2 separate regions of the Sus scrofa genome follow, and region 2 is linked to region 1. A link is a contact called in public Hi-C data. All regions are on one chromosome and are shown on one strand. The core of a region is the stretch at or near the end of the contact, and the rest is flanking DNA. Distances in the headings are between cores, read along the strand shown. Region 1 has its middle 10 kb from the start of KIAA2013. Region 2 overlaps TNFRSF8 (tumor necrosis factor receptor superfamily member 8).

The links. Hi-C and Micro-C count contacts between places; a contact is called where the count stands out from the background.
Region 2: a Hi-C map of skeletal muscle shows a contact between it and region 1, with 4 times the contacts expected there. The contact joins two enhancer-like sites. A contact is called at or near these places in 7 of 47 Hi-C or Micro-C datasets (blood, embryonic fibroblasts, heart right ventricle and 2 more) and 2 of 2 datasets of contacts at active chromatin or transcription factors (alveolar macrophages and skeletal muscle).

What each region holds. Positions count from the first base shown.
Region 1 is chr6:71,968,049-71,974,560 of Sscrofa11.1, forward strand. No RefSeq gene overlaps it. Among named protein-coding and RNA genes, the nearest start is that of KIAA2013, 10 kb to the right of the region's middle. Within about 2 kb of position 3,158, at least 77 of the 83 cell types and tissues checked have an H3K27ac peak or open chromatin away from gene starts, as enhancers often do. A contact at or near this core is called in retroperitoneal adipose tissue and skeletal muscle, where this site is marked.
Region 2 is chr6:72,115,118-72,120,955 of Sscrofa11.1, forward strand. All of the region lies in intron 1 of TNFRSF8 (tumor necrosis factor receptor superfamily member 8), which reads left to right. Among named protein-coding and RNA genes, the nearest start is that of TNFRSF8, 15 kb to the left of the region's middle. Within about 2 kb of position 2,689, at least 19 of the 83 cell types and tissues checked have an H3K27ac peak or open chromatin away from gene starts, as enhancers often do. A contact at or near this core is called in retroperitoneal adipose tissue and skeletal muscle, where this site is marked.

The sequences.
Region 1 (6,512 bases), core at 1,908-4,407:
GCAATGGTATCGGTCACTCCGGAAGCATGGGTTCAACCCCCAGTCCAGCACGGTGGGTTAAAGGACCCAGCATCGTGTAAATCAAAGCTGCAGCTCAGATTCAATTCCTGCCCTGGGAACTCCCATGTGCCTTGGATGCAGCCATTTAAAAAGGGGGAAGGGGGATCCAAAAAGGACCTATTTCATCTGTAATTACGGGATTTTTTCAGTCTCTTTTAATCCGAAATTCTTTTGTTTCCTGACACCAAGCGTATGTGTGCTCGTGTGTGTGTGCGTGTGTGTGTGTGTGTGTGTGTGTGTGCGCGCGTATGCGCACATGTGTGATTTTTGAAGGACTGGATCCATTGTAAGGAAAATCCTCATTCTGAATTTGTCTGATTCCCCCTCTTGTAGGTACTTCTTTCTCCAAATTCAGTTTGTTCCCATAGCCTCTACACTTTTTGTAAACCGGACATCAGCTCTGCAAGCCTGATTAGTGTCAGGTTTGTCATTTTGTATCTTACACTGCTGGACACCGAGTGTATCGAACAGCAGCTTTTCCTCTGCCTCACAGGGCTGGCCGGGGGCTCAATGGATCCAAAAGCATTTCTCAGCACCTGGCTTAGAGCAAGTGCGTAGAGGCCAGCCAGTGTCACTATTATCCTTCATTCCACTATGTCGCTAGCTATGCCTCTGGCAGCCCACTGGTTGAAAAAAACGAATGAACCCTGATGTAAGCTAGGGGTTTTAGAGGGTAATGACATGTCAGTGCAATTTCATAGATCCTAACAAGTACCCCACTTTGGTTGGAGATATTGATAGTAGGGACATCGTGAGTGGTGGGGCAGGGTCTATGGGAACTCTCTGTGCTTTTTTTTTTTTTTTTTTTTTTTTTTGTCTTTTTGCTATTTCTTGGGCCGCTCCCGCGCCATATGGAGGTTCCCAGGCTAGGGGTCGAATCGGAGCTGTAGCCACCGGCCCACGCCAGAGTCACAGCAACGCGGGATCCGAGCCGCGTCTGCAACCTACACCACAGCTCACGGCAACGCCGGATCCTTAACCCACTGAGCAAGGCCAGGGATGGAACCCGCAACCTCATGGTTCCCAGTCGGATTCGTTAATCACTGTGCCATGACGGGAACTTCTCTCTGTGCTTTCTGCTCAATTTTGCTTAAACCTTAGTGGCCTAACGCTTAAGGATTTGGTGTTGTCACTGCGGTGGCTCGGCTTCCATCCCTGGCCTGAGAACTTCTGTGTGTGGTGGGCATGGCCAAATTTTTTTAAAAAACCCACAAGATCGGAGTTCCCGTCGTGGTGCAGTAGAAACGAATCTGACTAGGAACCATGAGGTTTCGGGTTTGATCCCTGGCCTCTCCCAGTGGGTTAAGGATCTGGCGTTGCTGTGAGCTGTGGTGTAGGCCAGCTGCTATAGCTCCGATTGGTCCCCTAGCCTGGGAACCTCCATATACTGCTGGTGTGGCCCAAAAAGACAAAAAAACAAAAACAAAAAACAACCCCACAAGATCAATGTTGTTTGTGCACAGAGGATCCGCCTGAGCTTCACTGGAGAGGGAGGAAATGTGGGCTTCGACGGTGTCAAAACAGACTTAAAGGAGTTCCTGTCGTGGCGCAGCAGAAACGAATCCAACAAGGGATCACAAGGTTTTGGGTTCAATCTCTGGCCTTGCTCGGTGGGTTAAGGATCCAGCCGTAAGCAATGCGAGATCTGAGCCACATCTGTGACCTACACCACAGTTTGCAGTAACTCTGGATCCTTAACCCACTGAGCGAGGCCAGGGATCGAACCTGCAACCTCATGGTTCCTAGTCAGATTCCTTGACCACTGCGCCACGATGGGAACTCTTTTTTTTTCTTCTTTACATTCCACCCTTTGCCTTGCCCGGTCCCTCTCCTGCCCACTCCCTGGCTTTAATGATCAGCCTCCTAATAATTCGCCACCCCAAAACTTCTTGCTCTCCGACCATAGCCACACTTTAACCAGAATGGTTGCCCAACGGTGGTTTTCAACCCAGCCAGCATCTCAGTCACCTGGAGGGCTTATTAAAACCCCGCTGCTGGGCCCCACCCCCAGAGTTTCAGATGCAGCGGATCCAGGAGGAGTTCAAAACCTTTGCGTCTCTAACACATATCCAGGTAAGACTGATCCGCTGATCCCAGGACCACTGTATTAAAAACACTAATCGGATCACATGGTCTCTCTTAAAACTCGTCACTGCTTCCCCTCTGCCTTCAAGGTAAATCCAAGCACTTAGCCGGCACTGACAGCCGCCTGGTCACTTACCCTCTCGGCGCCCCATCGCCCTGCCTAGAATACCCTCACCACCCTGCTCCTGTGGTCCTTTAATGTTCTGCCCGGGTGTCACCAAAATATTGTTATCAGTGCTCATCACATACACCCGGCTCCCATCACACTGAGCACTCTGTGAAGGTGACATGTACGTGATCAATCTCTCCCTAGAGCCCTGCACAGGGTTTAACAATGTTCCATATACTTTTGTTGCATGAATGAATGAAGATAGTGACTTTCAAGGTTTATTTTATTTTATTTTTTATTTACTTTAATCTAATTGAATTGAACTGAATTGAAAATAAATTTTTACCTAAAGTGCGAACTCTAAAACTGACTTTGTAGCGGGATTAGGCTCAGGTCTGTATATTAACCCCTTAAATCTGACCTCCGCTCTGCCCCCTGGTGGTAATCTCGGTCCCAGCACAGAGCTGAATAAACTATTTAAGGTATTTCCGGAAACCGGAGTGTGACGACTGAGATTATTATTTGCATATCCAGAATGCATTTCACCCGGCACATTTTTTTTCGTCTTAAAATTACTAATTCTTCCTTTCTACTTGATCTATTTTTTCCTAAATATGAGTGATATTTCATAGAGTTGTAGGGAAAAAAAGGAAGATGTGACTAATTCCTTTGGAAAGTCACCGTTACTGTGTTAGGGGTAGCAGTTCCTCGAGTAATGTGTGCTGGCCTTCCCCGGTATACTCTGGTTTCTCTTCAGATCGCATAAATCTTTCGCCTTTTACTAAAGATTTCCGTGGAGAGGAACAATTCTGAGTTTTTACCCAGTTTTTGGAGGCCTTGCGCTTTGCAAGGCTAATAAAATCGTTTAGAAAAAAAGATTTTATGTTTTTGCTTTTCAGCTTTTTCTGGACTTTGAAATGCGCAAAAGTGTTTTCAGTAGTCCTTGAAGTCACGCGGAACGTCGTGAGGTTTTTCGCGAGAAACTGACGTCTTTTAGTTTATTAACGAAGATGAGGTGACCTCTGTAAAAACGTGAATGTGAGAGTTCCAGCTGTGGCGTTGTGGGCCAACGATCCGGCGTTTGTGTCTGTGGAGACACCGATTGTATGCCTATCCAGGGGTCTGGTTCGCTGAGTTAAGGATCCAGTTTTGCAGAAGTCGTGGCCGTGGCGTGGGTGGCAGCTGTGGCTGCAGGGGGACGGCCCAAATAATTTTTTAAATTAAAAAAGCTTAAATGCGATTCATTGCCTCCCCTGTCCCCCCCGCCCCGCACCCGCTGGGCATATGGAAGATTTTCGGCACATATGCAAATCCACTGGCTAGGGATGTAATCCAGCCGCAGCTGTGGCGACGCCGGATCCTTGACTCACTGCACCACAGTGGGAACTCCCATCGCTTTCTCTACGGAGTATTTATAAATATTGATGTTGGGTTTTTGTTTTGTCTGTTGAAGTAATTTAGCTTTGAAACTAGAACCGGGTCACTTATTAAAAAGAGAAGTCAAGAAAGACATTTGATCATGGTTATAATAGATTTGCTAAAACGCAAGAGGAAGTGAATTTTTTAACCAATCCCATTGGCCAGAAATGAGTTTCCGGATCCCGCCTAGCTGCAAAGAAGCCTGGGACATGCAGTCTCTCCGCGCAGCTATGCGCTTTGCCTTCTTTGTGAGATCCTTGCAGGGAGAGAAGGAACACTGGGGAAGAAAGCTAGCAGTGGCTGCCCCATAAAGGAGGGAGGAAGTCCATCCCCTTGGGCTCCATTTCTCGGCGCCCGGCCTCTTCCCTGTGGCCACCTCTGCCATCCTCGTGCAGGGAGCCTATCAGAGGCTAGAACAGGGATCACCCTTTCCCAGGCCCTTTTGTAAGAGGGAGGAACAAACCTGGCTTCATATTAGATTTGTTCTTTTTCCTTTAACATTACTCTCACCTTCGTCCTCTTGTCCCTTGTGCTTAGTCACCCTGATGTGAACTGTGCTGTGGGTCACAGACGCGGCTTGGATCCTGTGTTGCTGTGGCTCTGGTGTAGGCTGGTAGCTACAGCTCCAATTGGACCCCTAGCCTGGGAAACTCCATGTGCCACAAACACAATTCAACAAGTATTCTTTAAACATCTACCAGTGCCAGGCAGGGGCTAGTCTCTGGCCATCCAGAGTGAAAGACAGATATAGCCACTGCCTTCATGGAACTTGAGCCAGTGGGGAAGTACCAAGCACACCGCAGGTATTCATCAAACCTAACCTTCCCCCTTTGTCACCCAAGGGCCAGATGCATGGGTAACTAGAAGGTTCACAATGAACATTTATTGAATCAAATGATTTATTTGAAGCTTCCATTGGCCAAAGTCCACAGGGGCTCCCAGGAAGTAGGACTGTCAGACCAGGTAGCTTGTTCACGGCAAGGCTGTTTGCTCAGCCAGCACCCAGCAGCTCAGGCGAGGCTCCTTTTTTTCTTTTTCTTTCTTTTTTCTTTTTTTTTTCTTTCTTTCTTTCTTTCTTTCTTTCTTTCTTTCTTTCTTTCTTTCTTTCTTTCTTTCTTTCTTTCTTTTTTTTTTTGTCTTTTTGCCTTTTTTCTTGAGCTGCTCCCGCAGCATATGGAGGTTCCCAGCCTAGGGGTCTAATCAGAGCTGTAGCCACCAGCCTACAGCCAGCCACAGCAACTAGGGATCCGAGCCGCGTCTGCGACCCACACCACAGCTGACGGCAATGCCAGATCTTTAACCCACTGAGCAAGGCCAGGGAACAAACCTGCAACCTCGTGGTTCCTAGTCAGATTCATTAACCACTGAGCCATGATGGGAACTCCTAAGGCTCCTTCCTGCAGGGAGCGCCCCTCAGCAAGTGGGGTGATCTACCCAATCACCAGCCCCCTAAGCAGACGGCAGGTCAGACCACTGCTACTTCTTGGAGGCTGAAAAAGACCCCAAAGTGCAGGTTGTCTTGTGCTTTGGGGGTCTTATTATTATATTTTTTAATGGCTACACCCACAGCATATGGAAGTCCCTGGGCGAGGGATTGAATCCAAGCTGTAGCTGTGACCTACACCACAGCTGCAGCAACTTCAGACTCAACCTACTGCTCAGGCCTCAAACCCGTGCCTGGAATGACCCGAGCTGCTGCAGTCGGATTCTTAACTAATATCAGGTACATCGGGTACTGCTTGTTCTTAAGGTTTTTTTGAAAGTGTCAGGCACTTTTTTAAGAATATGAGGAGGAGTTCCCATTGTGGCTCAGCAGGTTAAGAACCCGGCATAGTATCAGTGAAGATGTGGGTTCCATCCCTAGCCTCGCTAAGTGGCTTAAGGATCCGGCATTGCCGCAAGCTTCAGTGTAGGTCATAGATGTGGCTCGGATCCTGCATTACTGTGGCTGTGGCGTAGGCTGGCAGCTGCATCTCCGATTCGACTCTTAGCCTGGGAACTTTCATTTGGCAACACTCATCCCATAACAACACCCACAGGAGGATCCAACTTCCTCTTGGGAAAAATCCTCCGGAGGAGCCACGGGTCTCCTGGGCAATGTCTTGATCTGAAGCAAGAACTGGTGGTGTGCAGGTGGTTTATTTAGAAAGAGATCCCAGGGGACAGAAGGGAACCCAGGGGAGGGTGGAAACAGGGAAACACATCAAGGGTGTCTTCCGGGCTCTTTCCCACTCTGGGGGCAGGGGCCTGATCCTGCCCTCTGAGGGGCTGTGTCTCAGAGCTGTCCTCCCAGGGGTCTGAGGAGGGAGCGCTGGTCCACTGCCTCCATCACCCTTGGGAGGAGGGCTGCCCCAAGCAGCATTATCCTTGGCTTGTGTTGAGGCGACACATGTGCTGAATGCTGAACAGCTTCCAGAAGGTCAGAGAGAAACTGAAGCCAGGTGCTGTCGGGAACTCACACCTGGTAAGAGCTGGGGGCTGCAACCATGGCAGTGGTGAAAGGGGGCTGAGAGGACGAGGGGCCCGGAGGTTTTCGGGCTGCTAATACATTTCCAAACCAACTTTTCAGCTGTTGGGAAGTGCTGGGTAGGATTTTCCAATCCAGGTGTCTACCCCTGAAAAGCAACCAGAGAAAACGTCTTCGTGCATCCAGCCCGAGAAGGAACCTCCGGTGCATTACTGGACGGTGGGAGAGCAGCCTTCCCCCTGCTCGGGTGGCAGACACCCAGCTGCTTTCAGAGGGGCTGCAGATGCGGTCCCAGAGGAGAGGAGAAAATACGTTAAACCCGATCCCATCGCGCGGGGGCCATCAGAGGAGCAGGCGGAGAAAAGCGGGGTG
Region 2 (5,838 bases), core at 1,439-3,938, 150 kb after region 1:
TCCTCTACTAAAAACAAAATAAAAATTTTTAAAAAGTCTCCTGGCACCTGTGACTATGTCACCTTATGTGGCAAAGAGACTTTTGTGGATGTGATTAAGGGTACGGACCTTGAGGTGGGGAGATTGGGCTGGATTATCTGGGAGGGCCCAGTGTCCTCACATGAGTCCTTAAAAGCAGACTTTTCTGGCTGCATTGGAGAGAGATGACACCGAGGAAGAGGGAGATGTGAGAGGAGAAGGACTCGAGCCACTACTGTGCACCTTGCAGATGGGGGAAGGGGGCCATGAACCAAGGAATGCAGCCGCCTCTAGAAGCTGGGAACCCTCTTAGTTGACTCAGCAAAGAGGCAGGACCTCAGTTTTTTGTTTTATTTTGGCTGTGCCCACGGTAGGTGGAAGTTCCCAGGCCAGGGATCAAACCCATGCCACCGCAGTAACCAAAGCCACTGCAGTGACAATGCTGGATCCTAACCTGCTGTGCCACAAGGGAACTCCCAGACCTCAGTTTGAATCACGAGAAAATGGGTTCTCCCCAAAAGCCTCCAGCAAGGCTGCGGCCCTGCCCACACCTGCTGAGACCTGGCCTGGACAGGGGTGGTCAGGCAGGGGGCCTCTGAGGCAGAGGCACAGGTGAGTGAGCTCTGAGGAGGAGTTGGGGTGTGCTGGACCAGGGGAACAGCATATGCCGAGCTGCTGGAGGGAGGGAGGGAGTGGATGGGAGGGAGAATGGGAGGGGGCGCCTGGGATTGCACAGGCCAGGTGGGCCAGGGCTGGCCCGGCAGGGTGACTGGGGCCACTGTCAGAACCTCGGGCTTGATGCATAGTTGAGCCGGAAGCCACCTCCTCATCTTCAATCGGGTGGAGGTGGGAGGAGACCAGACTTATGTTTTGAAAAGGTGGCTCTGGCGTCTGCACTGAGAGCGGGATGTGGGGTCGGGGTGGGTGTGAGAGACCCAGAACGGCCATCCTCAAGGCCAGATGGCGGGGAGGTGAGGAGGAACCGCTGGCTTTGAGGGTAGAGCCGGGGGTTAGACCAGACTCGGGACACAGAGACTGGTGCGTGAGAGCCCCGGCCCCTGGCTCAGGCTGAATCCTGCCTCCAGCCCTGCCTGGGCCTGTGACCTGAGGCAAATTTCTTAACCTCCCCAGGCCTCACTTTCCCCATCTGGAAAGTGAGACAGACCATAGGTCTGGGTGAGGCCTGGGCTTCTGCATTTCCAGCAAGGTCCCAACTGGTGCCAACGCTGCCAGCTCAGGCGCCTCACCCTGAGTGAGAGAAGAGGGGAGCCCATGGCGTGGGGTGGGGCGGGGGGGGGGCGCACCTCTCGGCTTTGGTCCCTTTGGGTATTTTGCTGACACCTGCCCACCCCCCACCCCTTGACCCGGCTCTAAACTCTCGGCTCCCGCAGGTGTGGTTCGTGTTCAGTCTCTGCAGCTGTGACCAGGTGGGGGTTTTTAAAAGTGAAATTCACCAGTTTTGTAGGGAAAACCAAACCAACCTGAAAATAGGCCTAGAAATGGGAAGGTTTCAGGCCACTCTCTATGTTGATGCTACTAAGGCTGGGCCACGGGCCCCTGGTTACACAACTCATCATCCTGTGGACACCTCGCTCTGCCTCAAACCTGCTGGGGAACCCCACCCAAAAGCCCCCCTCCCAGGCCTTGGGCTTCCCCCTCCCACTCTCGCCTTTCTGACCCCCCCTCCCTCCAAGGCCGGGATCAGAGTATGGCCCAGCTGTCTCTTCCCTCTCCGCAGGGGCAGCAGGAGCTGAGAGGGCATCAGGGGTCTGGGTCCTTTGGCTGGTGGGAATTTGGTGGGGCCAGAACAATTCAGAGGTGGCGGCTGCTGCCTTTGCCAGGCGCTGCTGTGGGTGAAGGGCCGTGTGAGTGGGTCGTGGGTGATGGGATGGTGGGGTTGGGAGGCAGCAGGGCAGATGGGGAGATGGCCGAGGGATGGCATGAATGGGGCTGGGGGTGAGGGCTGAGCCCAGAGGCGTGAGACTGCGCCAGCCTTGGGGGACCACAGACAGCGCTGCAAAGTCAAACCACAGGGTCCGGATTCCAGTCCTCTCTAGCGTATGGGCTGGGAACACTCTGGGAAGATGGGGTTGTCTCCCTCCCTGGAGGGCATTCTGGTGCCCTGCTCTCTGGCTTGATGCAGTAGGTGCTTGATGCAGTCCTGGTGTGCTCAAGTCAGCTGACCTGGACTCAGAGCCTGACATCACCACGAGGTGTGCTCCTGAGCAGGCCTCGCCCCTCCCCGAGGAAGATTTCTGTGTAATGAGGTCACACAGGGCCCTTAGGGTCAGTCACTGCTGTTGCTCCTTCTACCACCTGTGAGTGTTGCACTGACCCATTTTCTGGGTGCTTGTAAAGCCATGACATCATAGGCCAAAAAAGTCCCCAGTGTCTCTTCCAGAGAAGGACAGCCACAGGGGCCTGGAGACAGCTGGGGTGAAGGCTGAGAGTGGGGTTGAGCTGTGCCCCAGCCTGGACCCCAAATACACCTCTGCGAATAGCTGGCGGGGCGGGAAGCCAGATCAGCCCCTCCGTGGGGCTGGGGTGGGGGCAGCCCCTACCTCCCATAAGCCCACGTGGGAACAGGGGCCCCCAAGTCCTCTACTCTCCCCTCCCTGGGGCCTGGCTGAAATCCCACAGCCCTGGGGTGGGCAAGGAGGCAGTGCCCCCTGGTGGCAGACCGTGGATTTACATAGATTCCTTGTTTGAAAAAAGCGGTCCTCTCCTTCCTGAGCTCTCAGAACCCTGGAGGTGCGATTATTTTCACATGTGTTTTTGTATCATTGCTTTATGTCTATGTATACACAGTCTTCTTATTATTTTCTTTTGCTGAACCACCTGCTAGTTAGTTGCAGGCATTTTGATCTTTTACCTCTAAATATCTCAGCATGTTTCTTCTCCAGCAAGGACATCTCTTACGTAACAAGTTTTCAGGCATCCAGCATTGGTAGATCAAAATCAGGTATAAAGCTCATGTTCAAATGTCACCAGTTATCTCAATAGTCTCCTTTACAGCAGTATCCCCCTTCCTACCCCAATTCAGGATCCAGTCCAGATATTGCATTCTGTTATCCTGTCTCTTTGGTCTCCTTTATTCTGGAATGTTCCACAGCTTTTCCTTGTCTTTCATGCATTGGCTTTGTTTTTTTCTTTTTTTTCTTTTTAGGCTTGCACCTGTGCCATGTGGAAGTTCCCGGGCTAGGGATTGAATTGGCGCTGCAGCTGCTGGCCTATGCCACAGCCATAGCAACAGCAGATCTCAGCCACATTTGCAACCTACTCTGAGGCTTGCGGCAATGCTAGATCCTGAGCGAGGCCGGGGATCGACGTCTTATCCTCACAGAGACCACATCGGGTCCTTAACCCACTGAGCCACAGTGGGAACTCCTCATTGGCATTTAAAAAATTTTTTTATTTTTTGCTTTTTAGAGACCCACCCGCAACATATGGAGTTTCCCAGGCTAGGGGGTCCAATCAGAGCTGTAGCTGCCAGCCTACACCACATCCACAGCAACGCCGGATCCGAGCCGCCCATTCAACCTACACCACAGCTCACGGCAACACCAGAGGCTTAACCTGCTGAGTGAGGCCAGGGATCGAATCCGCAACCTCATGGTTCCTAGTCAGATTCGTTTCCGCTGCACCACAACGGGAACCCCCCTCTTTGGCATTTTTAGAGTTTAGGCCATTTGTCTTGTCGAACGTCCCTCAGTTTGGGTTTATCTGGTGTTTCCCCATGATTTGATTTAGATTATGGACTTTTGGTAGGAAGACCACCAATGTGACGTGGTGTCCTTCTTAGCACATTTTTTATTTTCAGGATGGGCAACCTGAAGCCCAGAGGGGGGACGAGAACTGGAGACACAGTGAAGCTCAAAATCTCTGCTCCATGCTTAGTTGCTGTGTGACCTTGGGTGGATATTTCCTCTGTAATGTGGGTGGTGATTTGGCCTCCAGGGCTGGAGGGGCCCAAAGGAGGTGATGTGTGGCTTGGGGGGGGTGATATACAAAACCATGGGTTCCCTCTTCCCTGCCCTTCCCACCCCTTCACTGACCCAGGGTGAGGTGGTGGAAGTGAAGAGTGGGCATCCGGGCTCCCCCTGCCCCCCACCCCCTGCCCTAGGAGAGGGAGCAGGGCCGTGTCGCCCTCAGAGGCCGGGAGAGGAAAACCCAGGTCAAGGACCCAGAATTTCCCCCACACTCAGCAGGCCCAGCAGGGCTGGACCCTCAACCCCCAGCAGCCCCCGCCAGCCAGAGGCTTCCAAGCTCACAGGGTAAGATGCTGAGGTTGAGGAAAAAGCTCGGGGTGTCCTGACAGGTCCCTGCCCCTTGAGAGGCTCCCCAGAACCTCCAGTTTCCTTGAGAAGAATGAGGTGGTGGTGGGGCTGGGCACAAGTGGGCAAACAGAGTCCCTCAAGGCTCCGGATTCTGGAGTCCATGAGCCATACGAGTGCCATGTGACAGGTGTTTGCAAATGTCAGGTTACATTGATGATGTCAGGGTTACGTGGTGACACTTCGGGTGTGCAACACCCGAACAACAAAAAGCTGACTGCAATTGACACGCCTCATGTCTACTCTCCAGCCCCGCTGGCCTCCTTGCTGCGCCCTGCCCAGGGCAGAAGTATTCGTTGAGTACTGTCACTGTCCCCTTGAGGGGAGAGAAGCCTAGGGAATCCCCTGGGGCTGCCAGGCGTGTTGATGGCTTCTGCTTTTCTCCCCCAAACCAAGAAAGCCCCGCCGCATTCATCCAATGAGCGGCTGCCTCCTGTCTGCCAGGCATCATCTCGGATGCGGAGGATGCAGAGATGGGACCCAGCTCCCTCCTTCTCCACCTCCCTCCCCCCACCCTCCCTTCCTGGAGCTCTTTCTGTTGGTCTTCCCAGAAACGTGCCTCATGCTCCCCTCTCATTCACCAGGAAGGACAAAGCTCCGCCCCCATACTCAGCAGAAACCCTCCTTTCACGAACCCCTTCTAATAAAGGGGCTTCGCTTTCAAGGAGACCTGGGGACATGTGGGAGAGCTTGTAAAGATGCCTCTTGCGGAGTTCTCTTTTGGTGCAGGGGGTTAAGTATCTGGCATTGTCATTGCAGTGGCTCAGGTCACTGCTATGGCGTGGTTTGATTCCTGGCTAGGGAACTTGTGAATGCCACAGGCCCAGCCAAAAAAAAAAAAAAAAAAAAAGCCTATTCAAGAAAAGAGTGTCTTGGAGTTCCCGTCGTGGCGCAGTGGTTAACGAATCCGACTAGGAACCATGAGGTTGCGGGTTCGGTCCCTGCCCTTGCTCAGTGGGTTGACGATCCGGCGTTGCCGTGAGCTGTGGTGTAGGTTGCAGATGCGGCTCGGATCCCGCGTTGCTGTGGCTCTGGCGTAGGCCGGTGGCTACAGCTCCGATTCAACCCCTAGCCTGGGAACCTCCATATGGCGCGGGAGCGGCCCAAGAAATAGCAACAGCAACAACAACAACAACAACAAAAGACAAAAGACAAAAAAGACAAAAAAAAAAAAAAAAAGAAAAAGAAAAGAGTGTCTTGACCCCTACCTCACACCAGGCGTGAAAATGAAAAGGAAAGTTTCCATGATGCCATCTGGAAGACTGTGTGGGAAAATATCTAAAGGCATCGTGTGGGCAAATATTTCTTAAAAAGGACATTAGCCATAAAAGAAAAGATTGATAAATTGCACTTCATTAGAACTAAGAACTCTGGGAGTTCCCTAGTGGCCTAGTGGGTTAAGGCTTTGATCCCTGGCTTGGGAACTTCCTCATGCCATGGGAGACCCCCAAAAAAAGGAACTAAGGGAGTTCCCGTCGTGGCGCAG